2 separate regions of the Mus musculus genome follow, and region 1 is linked to region 2. Evidence: chromatin contacts called from public HiChIP or PLAC-seq data. All regions are on one chromosome and are shown on one strand. Each heading gives the region's core, a stretch centred on a gene start, on an enhancer-like site or on the middle of the called end of the contact. The rest is flanking DNA. Distances are from core to core; before and after follow the strand shown. Region 1 overlaps Med27 (mediator complex subunit 27). Region 2 holds the start of Barhl1 (BarH like homeobox 1).

The links. HiChIP or PLAC-seq counts read pairs in DNA pulled down with a chosen protein or histone mark.
Region 1: an H3K27ac HiChIP or PLAC-seq map of embryonic stem cells shows a contact between it and region 2, with 4 times the contacts expected there. The contact joins the enhancer-like site here to the promoter of Barhl1 in region 2. A contact is called at or near these places in 3 of 39 promoter capture datasets (liver, pre-B cells and stem cell-derived epiblast-like cells) and 2 of 115 datasets of contacts at active chromatin or transcription factors (bone marrow-derived macrophages and embryonic stem cells).

Annotation. Positions count from the first base shown.
Region 1 is chr2:29,454,912-29,459,906 of GRCm38.p6, forward strand. The region is part of intron 3 of Med27 (mediator complex subunit 27); the gene reads left to right. Among named protein-coding and RNA genes, the nearest start is that of Mir133c, 18 kb to the right of the region's middle. Within about 2 kb of position 2,935, at least 42 of the 459 cell types and tissues checked have an H3K27ac peak or open chromatin away from gene starts, as enhancers often do. A contact at or near this core is called in embryonic stem cells and stem cell-derived epiblast-like cells, where this site is marked.
Region 2 is chr2:28,914,599-28,919,260 of GRCm38.p6, forward strand. Barhl1 (BarH like homeobox 1) reads right to left here and starts at 1,823. Exons shown (of 3, transcript NM_019446.4): 1 at 616-1,823. The coding sequence starts at 1,081.

The DNA.
Region 1 (4,995 bases), core at 1,685-4,184, 540 kb after region 2:
GTACTAGAGCTGTCCTGGGGATAATCCTGCTGTTAGAAACACTAACAGATTTTACTAAAGCCCATTAAGTCTGATAACTTCACTCCCAAAGGTCAGGAATGGGGGGTTCCGGTTAAATGAATTCTCTACAGTAATTACCATTCAGAGATGGACGGGTCTTGAAAGGTGTGTAATTGCATGCAGTAACCTCTTAAGAAGTACATGTTGAATTGGCCAAAGCTAGAGTGAACCATAGAGATCATCTCGTCCAAACAATAGGAGACTGGCACGAGGAGGAGCCAGTGACTTGCCTAATGTAACAGTGGGTGTGGAGAGCCAGGATGGGCTTTTCTCAGTGAATGTCCTGCCCTGTGTGTTCAGGCCAAGATGAACTGGAAGAGAGTATGGGGAGTAGAGGATATAGCTGCTTGGGGTCCAGGGTTAGGTCCTCTCTGGGTGCACATATATGTGCAGCATTCTAGACTTCAGGTGTGCTGTTTCAAGGTCTTCATCCGGAACCACCCTCTGGACAAGACTGTTCTTAAGCACTGCTCTCCTCCTGTGGGCTGAGTCCCAGGAGCTGTCTCATTCTACCCAACTTCATGCCCTGTGTGCCACCTTCCTGCTTTGTTCATGTAAAGGGACTTTTGCTGTGCTTTTCTGGGAGTGCAGAACTAAGTGTGTCAGAACCCTTGCCTGTATTCAGATGTGCTTGACACTCTTTGTAGTCCCTGGGCAGATAGGCCAAACTGGATTTGTCCTGCAGAAACTGCTGTGGGCGGTGCCTGCTTGGGAGTCTAGGAGTCTTTGCAAACCGAGCATGGCTGGGGGGGGGGGGGTGTTACTGATTGCAGCCTGGCCTGGGCTTTTTCTCTGGAAGGATTTGGGGGTGTTGCTGGTGGGTTGTTTTGTTTCTCTTTAAATAGCAAATTCACTTTTAAGCCACTGCCCTTGGAAGTTGCAGGAACAGCCTGTGGGCAAATGAGAAAGCAGATTTGTCTGTGGAGGGCTGCTGGAGTGACTCCCTCTAGCAGCCTGAGCCCCTGCTCACAACCCTGCTTTTTTGTCCTCCCTGTTCAGCAGCTCTGCTGGTTAGGTGGGCTGGCTCCTTTAGTGAGCTTTTTAAAAGGCACCCCACTCTGGACATAAGATCACTACTTCTCCTGTCTGTCACATAACTTACATCTTTTGAAGCGGTCCCTTTCATCTTAGCTGTCAATTTTATTGACATGAAATATTTAACAATATCCTCTTAATTCTACTTTTGACGACTCTGGAATCTGAACATTGTCCCCAATTTGTCCCTGTTCCTGGTAAATTCCAAGTCTCTGCTTCCTTCCTGAGTAAATCTTACTAGTGTTGTCATTGTCATGACTGCTCTCTTCTGCATGTCACAGGTTTGCTAATACTCTGATCATGTGTATTGTAATACTCTCCTGCTTCTCTGGAATTAACCTGCTTTCCATTGTATGACTCTTAAATGAAAGCTTAGGTAGTCAGTGCTTGTAGAAGTATTGGAAAGCTAGAAATGTTCCCCTAAGCATGGCATTACCTGCATGCCACACATTTCAATGGATTTAATTATCATTTAGTTCAAGATTATTTTCTAATTTTCTTTTTGATTTCTTCTTTGGCTTCTGTGATTTCCAGAGTCTACAGTTTAATTTTCAGATACCTTGGGAAGGAATTCTGATGTATTCTTGCCAATGGTTTGTAGCGTCATTTTTGGTCGGAGAATGGATTCTGCGTGAATTTGAAACTTGAGTTAAGCCCCCCCTGCTTCTGTTGTAACTTATGTGTATGCCGCAGGCCACACAGCTGAGGGGCTCTCCTGTCTGTGTCCTTCCTGTCACTCAGAGAGGGCTGTGGCCTGTTCCTGGAAGCCTTTTCACTTAGGGCCGTCTTATCTCCTGGACCACAGCTTCCTAAAACTATCGCCACTTTTAAGCTTTCTGACTCCTTTTCACCAGAGAAATCTTTTCATGACCCTCAGCAGAAGATATATAAAATAAGCATGCTCTTCAGACTTTTGCTGATAAAATGCCATGTTTACCTTAAAACAATTCTTTGCTGTGCGTATAATTTTATTATTTACTAAAGATGAAAGCAGATTTACATGCCAGCTCAATGGGTGTCTTTGCTTATTTTACATAAACAGTTCCTTCTTGGCCGAGGATGAGACGCTGCAGTGGTGCAGCATATAGACATCTTTATTGTCACCAGTGCTGAGAGTGCCTCTCCTCGGAAATGCATCACACAAAATGGCAGAAGACTCTTTAGGACCATTTCAGAATTGTTAGGAGGAGTCTCATCATAATCTCACACCAACATTCATGCTATGCTCTTCTTTCTTTAAGAAGTCAAGCCAGCAACTCAAAGAGCAGTTTTTGTTCTGACGCAGCAGTCTGTGTACAACTAACTACTCTGGTGCAGGCTAAGCAGTGACAGCAGGAACACAGTGTCTTCGCTTCCATAAGAAAACAGGAGCGGAACTCGTTGTGTGTGCAGTGTGAGCGATGCATATATGTGAGCCATATATACAGAGGCTTCATTCTGACCCACAGTATTTTAGGCACTTTGTTGCTTTTGTGTGGTACAAGGGAACATGTAGTGTGAAGTGCCCTGTTGTGTGTTCAGACCCAAGGCTACAGTGAAGTCATGTGATGTACTATGGGCAAATGCTGCCAAAGCACCTCAGATTCATGATACATTTGATCTTGAATTTACGTTTGGTTGTTTTAGAAACCTCACAGTTTAAGAAGTTAGATTTGGCCGGGCGGTGGTGGCACACAACTTTAATCCCAGCACTTGGGAGGCAGAGGCAGGCAGATTCTGAGTTTGAGATCAACCTGGTCTACAGAGTGAGTTCCAGGACAACAAGAGCTATACAGAGAAACCCCGTCCCCGGGGGTGGGGGTGGGGGTAGGAGGGTGGAGGGGAGGAAGTTAGGTTTGGGGCTGGAGGGATGACTCAGCTGTTCTGAACAGTAGAGTTCATTTCCCAGTACTCATGTTGGCCAGCTCATAGCCACCTGTAACTCCAGCTCCAGGAAGCCAGTGTATCTGCCCTCTGAGGCTGGCTACACTCAGGTGCAGGGACTCACACACACACACACCTACACATACACATACATAAAAATAACAGATAAATCATAAAAAATAATCTGGGTTCCAAGTTACTTCACTCTTCCATTTTTCTTTCTCTCTTTTCTAGAAAAAGAAAATTTTAAACCCCCATTGCTTGTAAGCGATGGTCTCCCCTTTTTGTTTAGAGTGAAAATGTAGGGACCAATAGGTGGGGCTTAAGGGGTATGGGACATGGTTAGTGGGTGGTCAAGTGAGTGACCTTAATTCTCTTCTGACATACAGTAAGCGTTCATGCGGGATCTAACAGACTGCCACAGATTTCTAAGCTTGGTGAGCCACAAGTTTGGGCGAGGCCACCATCCCCCTGCAGTAGATTATTTTAACCACTGTTCTATTGCTGTGAAGAGACACCATGTCTACAGCAACGCTTACAAAAGAAAGCATTTCATTGGGGCTGGCTTACAGTTTCAGAAGTTCAGTCTATTGTCATCATGGTGGGGAGCTTGCAACATGCAGGCAAACATGGTGCTGGAGAAGGAGGATCCACAGGCCACAGGAAGAGAGAGTGACAGTGGACCTGAAACCTCAAAGCACACTCCCCGGTGACACACTTCCTTCAACAAGGCCATGCCAGCTTCTCCTAACCCCTCAAGTATAGCTACTACCTGATTTCTAAACACACAAATATCTGAGCCTTTCAGGGCTGTGGTGGTTTGAATAAGAATGGCCTTCATAAACTCATTTGAATGTTTAAGGTGTGGCATTAGGAGGTGTGGTCTTGTTTGAAGAAAATGTGTCATCCCATTGGGATGGGCTTTGGGATTTCAAATGCCTAAACCAGGTTCAGTCTCTCTCCTCCTCCCTCTTTCTCTTTCCCCCCTCCTTTTCTCCCTCCCCCCCCTCCCTATTTCTCTCTGCCTGTGGTTCCAGGTGTAGAACTCTCAGCGCCTGCTCCAATACCATGTCTGCCTGTGTGCCAGCATGCTACTCACTATGATGAGGTTGAAACCTCTGGACTGTAAGCCATCCCCAATTAAATGTTTTCCTTTAAAAGAGTTGCCACGGTCATGGTGTCTCTCCACAGTAATTTGAAAAAAATACAACAAAACTCTACAATAGAGGCTAGTCACATTCAGACTACCACAAGGATGCACTGTCAGTCTGTTTCAGGCACTGGGGTCCACCATTTCCCTGTGTCAGATAGAATCCTAGGTTTGGTCTATAGCCATACCGCCCTGAACACACCCTATCTCATCTGATCTTAGAAACTAAGCAAGGTCTGTCCTGGTTAGTCATATGGGAGAATCCTAGGTATGGTTCCACCGAGAGCAGTGTTCTGGCAGTTTTTAACTACTCAGAACATGGCAGAATGGCTGTGTATGCCAAGTGCCAGGGCTACTTTCCTTCCTCTCCCTGAGCACTTGGCATGCTCACGCCACATTCTCAGACACACTGTCCAGCTGCCCAGTAATCAGTTATCACAGCCCTTGCTTCCTGGCCTTGCTGAGCTAAACACTCCAGCCTCTTCTGGATGCCTGTCCATTTCTCCTCCTTCAATACCTCCAAATGGAGGTATGGGAACACCTTTTGTAAGGTACTGAAGGGAAAAATCATCTAGAACAAAGGAAAAAAAAACAATAATTCACAAATAAGCAAACCTATTTTGCAGCTAAGCTGTTGTTGAATTATCTGCTTTAAAAACTTATTAAAACTTTTCAAACTAAGCCTGTGTAGCTGTATGGCTGAGCAAAATGGTATGTATAAAGTTGCTGGGTTTTATTTGCTGGTTATGTTTTTCTGTCTATGTAGACATAAATGTCAGCTCATGTGCCACCATGTGGATATGTTTATCACATTTTGGGGCACGTGTGAATTTGACAGTGAACTTAGAGGGAAGCTGTTTAGCACTTGGCAGTGGTCTGAGAGAGAA
Region 2 (4,662 bases), core at 573-3,072:
GGTGACCACTGTTCAACCCACTGAAGACCCAAGTCAGAGAGAGCTGCTGTGTAGGTATGGCATTCTTCCCCCTCCGCCTCAGCCTCAGACCCTAATCCAGCCAGCCACCTGGCCTCTCTCTTTCTGCATGGTTCGCAGGCCTAGACTACACCACACTCAATGGGTGGGGAGGCCCACCTTTTCCTCTTTTGGGAAAATTCAGATTAAAAGCTAGACAATTTGTACTGTACTAAGGGCTCTGATGGGAATTTCCTACCAGGCTCTCACTCCAACAGTGCAGCAGCCTCCAAGCTATGCACTGTTGCAAGCTCTCCTCCCAGGGATCCTCAGAAGGTGAGGCTCTTGCCAGAGTTTGCTTTGTACACCTGGGGAGGCTTGCTCTCCTCCACACACAGTATCCTCCCCAGCTTCTCCGAGCCACACACGCTGAACTCTTTGTTGCTCCAGGACCTCAACCTTTGGAGCTGGTAGAGAGGTCTAGAGGAAAACCAACTCTCGGCCCCGGCCTGAGAGATCCTGGAGATGACTATGTTCCTGTCTCCAAGTGTGTGCTCTCAAGTTTTACATGTCACTTTTTAGAACCCACCCACCCCGCTTTTCCCCTTAGTTTCTTACCTTTGTACTCAGAGTCTGATGAAGCGCTGCTGACACTTTTGTCCAGCTTGTCTCGAAAGTCCTCCCCGGCCTTGGCCGCAAGGCGGCCCCCAGGCTCAGGGGCTGCAGGCTGCCCACTGCTAGAGTAGGGTGCACAGGCCGCGAGAGGTTTGCAGTCAGCAAGGATGTCCCTGATCAGAAAGGAGGAGGTGACAGTTCGCGACTGGGCTGGGGCTGAAAGCTGCCCCGGTTGCAGGTGAGAGTCCAAACCTGGGCCAGATGCTGCACCAGGCCGCGAGGTACTGGTCTCCAGACAGTCTCTTCCGGGCGAGGCTGGTGAAGAGCAGTCGCTACTGCTCTCTGAGCGTGGACTCAGCTCCAGGGGTGAACGGCAGTCCCCAAGCAAGGGGTCCCCCTTGGGAAGGGCGGGGCTGCCCGCTCGGTGGGAGAGAATGGAGTCAATCCCAAAGCCATTAGAGCCTTCCATAGCCAAGCTGCAACCTGTCCTCCCCAAAAGCTCCCCACCCACCCCCAACCCCAGCCGCCGCTGCCCCTGCCCCTAGCTGCGGGCTGGCATGGGGAAGGCGGGCAGGGAGCCTGTGGGCACCTTGGACGGAGTTCAGCCTTGGGGGAGCCCGGGAGCTCTGGGCCAACCTCCTCTGCGCATTACATCCAAAAGGGCTCAACGCGTCTTCTGCAGCACCGCGCCGAGCCGCCGAGCCGAGGGGGGGTGGTGGTGGGAGTGTCAGGAGGAATGGGAGGAGGGCGCGCCAAGTTGGGGAGAGCCAAAGGGTAGAAGAACGGCCCGAGGATCCCTTAGGCACAGAAGAAACACGAGGTTGATGGAATCTGAATAAAGATCGTCTTTTGAAAAAACAAAATCCAAACCGCACGCTTCCTCCAGGCAAACGGTAGCCCAGGGCAGGGGTCAGCACGGCCGATAGCAACCGGCCGGGGCCGCGTTACGGGCAGGCAGAACAGAGCGCACCTGGAGGCCTCAGCACCGCGGACAGCGACAGCGGCCCCGGGATCGAGCAGCCCCACCTGGCCCCGGAGCTCCTGCTCGGCCCCGCCAGCACCGTGGACAGCGCCCTGCGGCTCCCACCGCAGCTCTCACCTGTCCTCCGCGCGCGCCTTCGCCGCCACCCCCACTTCCTTTAAAAAAAAAAAAATCGAACTTGGGTCACTTTTACTTTAGGACTGGCTTTTTTGTTGTTGTTGTTGTTTCTCTCTCTCTCTCTCTCTCTCTCTCTCTCTCTCTCTCTCTCTCTCTCTCTCCTTTTTTTTTTTCGTTGTGTTGTGTTTTTTTTTTAAAGGGGACTCACCCACGTGTCCCCGGAGTGATGACGCTGATTGGTTCGGGCCGATTTTGGGGGTGATGTCACGTCTCTACAACCCGCGGCCCGATTCTTTTCCAGTTTGATTAAAAGAGACACTGAATTAATTACAGCACAGACCTAACTATTTACCGGCGATTTCCACACAGTTTGCTTTCATTAGGTCAGCGATGACGCCTCTAATGAAGATGATTAGCCAAGGGGGGCAGGGACCGACCGGTGGGAGGAGGGCCAGCTGGGCTGCGTGGCCTGGAGTTTGGATGTTGGGCCTTGAAAGCCTTCTCCTGAGCTTGTCCACAATTATTCCAACTACTTGACCGAACCGGGATCCTATCTACATCCCCTTTCTTCCTCCTAATTTCCCTTCCTCATCCCACAAAATGGCAGCATAACCCAGTGGAGAAAAGACGTGGATGTGTAGGGAATCCTTTTCCTAGTACAAGAAGCATTTAAAATTTTATTTTCAGGGTGTTTTGCTTGGGTTCTAGGTCTCTTCACTCTCTCTCTCTCTCTCTCTCTCTCTCTCTCTCTCTCTCTCTCACACACACACACACACACACACACACACACACACACGCCATGTAGAACACCACAATTCTCTCCTTGCCTCTGGGCCTACTGGGCCTGCAGAAGGTTAGGACTGATGTCTTTTGGAAAAGAGACCAGAGTGAGGCCTAATTCGGAGGCGAGAGCTGAACCGTGGGAAAGATCAAGTCTGGAGCGTTAAGGGGACCCACGGATTTGACTGTGGCCTGAGCGAGGCGGCACAAGAAACAAGGCAGTGACCTCTTCATCCCCAGTCAGTGGCCTCTCTAGGGCGTATGTCCTGAGAAGCTAGTGTTTTTTGGATAAGTGTGTGTGTGTGTGTGTGTGTGTGTGTGTGTGTGTGTGTGTGTGATGTACCTTTAGACAGGACAATGCAAGTTCTGAGCTAGCACGAGGATGTCTAAGGCCGACCGTGGATAGCCTGGACTCTTCTTTCAAGGCAGTGCTAAAAATGAAGATTGGGACTTTCCCTCTTCGCCCTCCGGACCGCGCTCTAGTTCCGCTCCTTTGTGGGATCAGCCACTGCTAGTGCAGGGGCCCCGGTCTCCAAGTAGCTGCAACGGGTCAGGGGCCTGGATTCTCTGGGCTCAGCTCCAGGGTGGACGGTGCCCTGGTCTGCGAGAGAGCGGAGTTGCGCATCTGGGCAGCAGGGGCCCCGCGGCTCGCGGGGAGTCCAGACTTTCCTCTTCGGCTCGCCCCTAACCCTCGTTCTTGGCCCCTGGGAAACTATCCGTGGCCCGCGTCCGGCTCGGCGACCAAGGCCGCCGTAGAATCGTTCAGCGCCGCAGCCCGCAAACGCGATCTCGGCCGGGAGTGGCCCCTCGAAGCGAGCAAAACGGAAACTTTGTCCTCTGCCGGGATGGGCCAGCGGTGGCCTCGCGCCCGGCTCCCCGCGCGCTCCCTCTGCTCCGGTCGGCAGATTGGAAGCGGCCGGGCTATCGGCCGGGCTGGGAGCGAGGGCCCGCTGCTCCCGGGGGACTGCGGGTGGAGCTCGGCTGCAAGCTGTCGGGGAGGCGGGAGGGCGGGGGCCCCGGCCGGAGCTCGGCGGCCCCAGCGCTGGGCGCCTCCCGCTGGGCCTTGCCTGTCTTTCTTTTCAATTTGGTGGATGGGGATGCGGAGTCGTCATAAATCACCATGAGCGAGATGTCTTGGGGCCTTCCCTGCCAGCCTCCAGCTTGGGCTTCTCTGCCGCTGCAGGAGGGTCTCTATCCGGTCGCCCACACCTCTGCTGCTTCTCACCTTATGAGGACTCATTTTTCGTAGCACCCTAGGTCCACATGAGTTGCAGATACCTCACTCTTTTGGGACCTGTAAGCATTATAGTCACGGCCGGCAAAGAGCTGCGGTCTCCGTCTCTCTAGATGTGTCTCCAGCCTCCTCGGCCTCAAGGGTTCCTAGCAGCTCCTGCCTCGGCCAGTTTTCTAAGTCTTATTCTTGGGCCGAGATCTCAGTCCCAGCAAAAGAGAAAACCAGAAGAAAAGAAAAGAAAAAAAAAAGTGAAGCCGATAGTCTCACAGATCAGAGCCCGAGAAAGCAGAGAGGACAGTTCGAGCCTTCTCAGGGCAGGGAGAAAAATAAACCAGGCTAGAACCCAACCTCTTGCAGCGCGAGCTGGCTTCTCTATACTTCTCAGAGGCCCAAGGACATTTAACAGCTGGTTAATATAACGTTATTAGCACTGAATTATTGTAATCTATAGAAATTCAAAACATGCTGCGTGGGTTGTTTCGTTTGAAATTTAGGGTATAGCCCTTTCTCATGTGCTTGCTCTTTTCCAACTTAGGGCATTGACCTGAGAGGTACTCCACCACACACCCCCGCCCCCCCCCCCCAGCCTCCATTATCTGGCAGGCTCTTGCATCTTCAGCCTGTCTGAAGCAGCCCGGGTGAGTGTGTGGCTCAACTGGCCTTGTGCTTATCTGGGAAGGAAATAGGACTGGAAATTTTTATCAAGTGGTCCAGAGAGCCTGGATCCAACCCACTCTTCAACAAGAAAGCCTGGTTGGCAGGAAGGGGTGTCCTAAGAACGATGGGGTCCTAAGAGGTTGGGTTTGGAGCCTCTGTAAGTTCCCAGCCTCTCTGAGTACCCTTTTCATTTACTTAGTACACAGTAGGAGGTTGATCTGCCACCCCAGACACTGGTTGCTGTTCCCGGTCCCCTCCCCTCCGGAAGATTTGGGGCCCT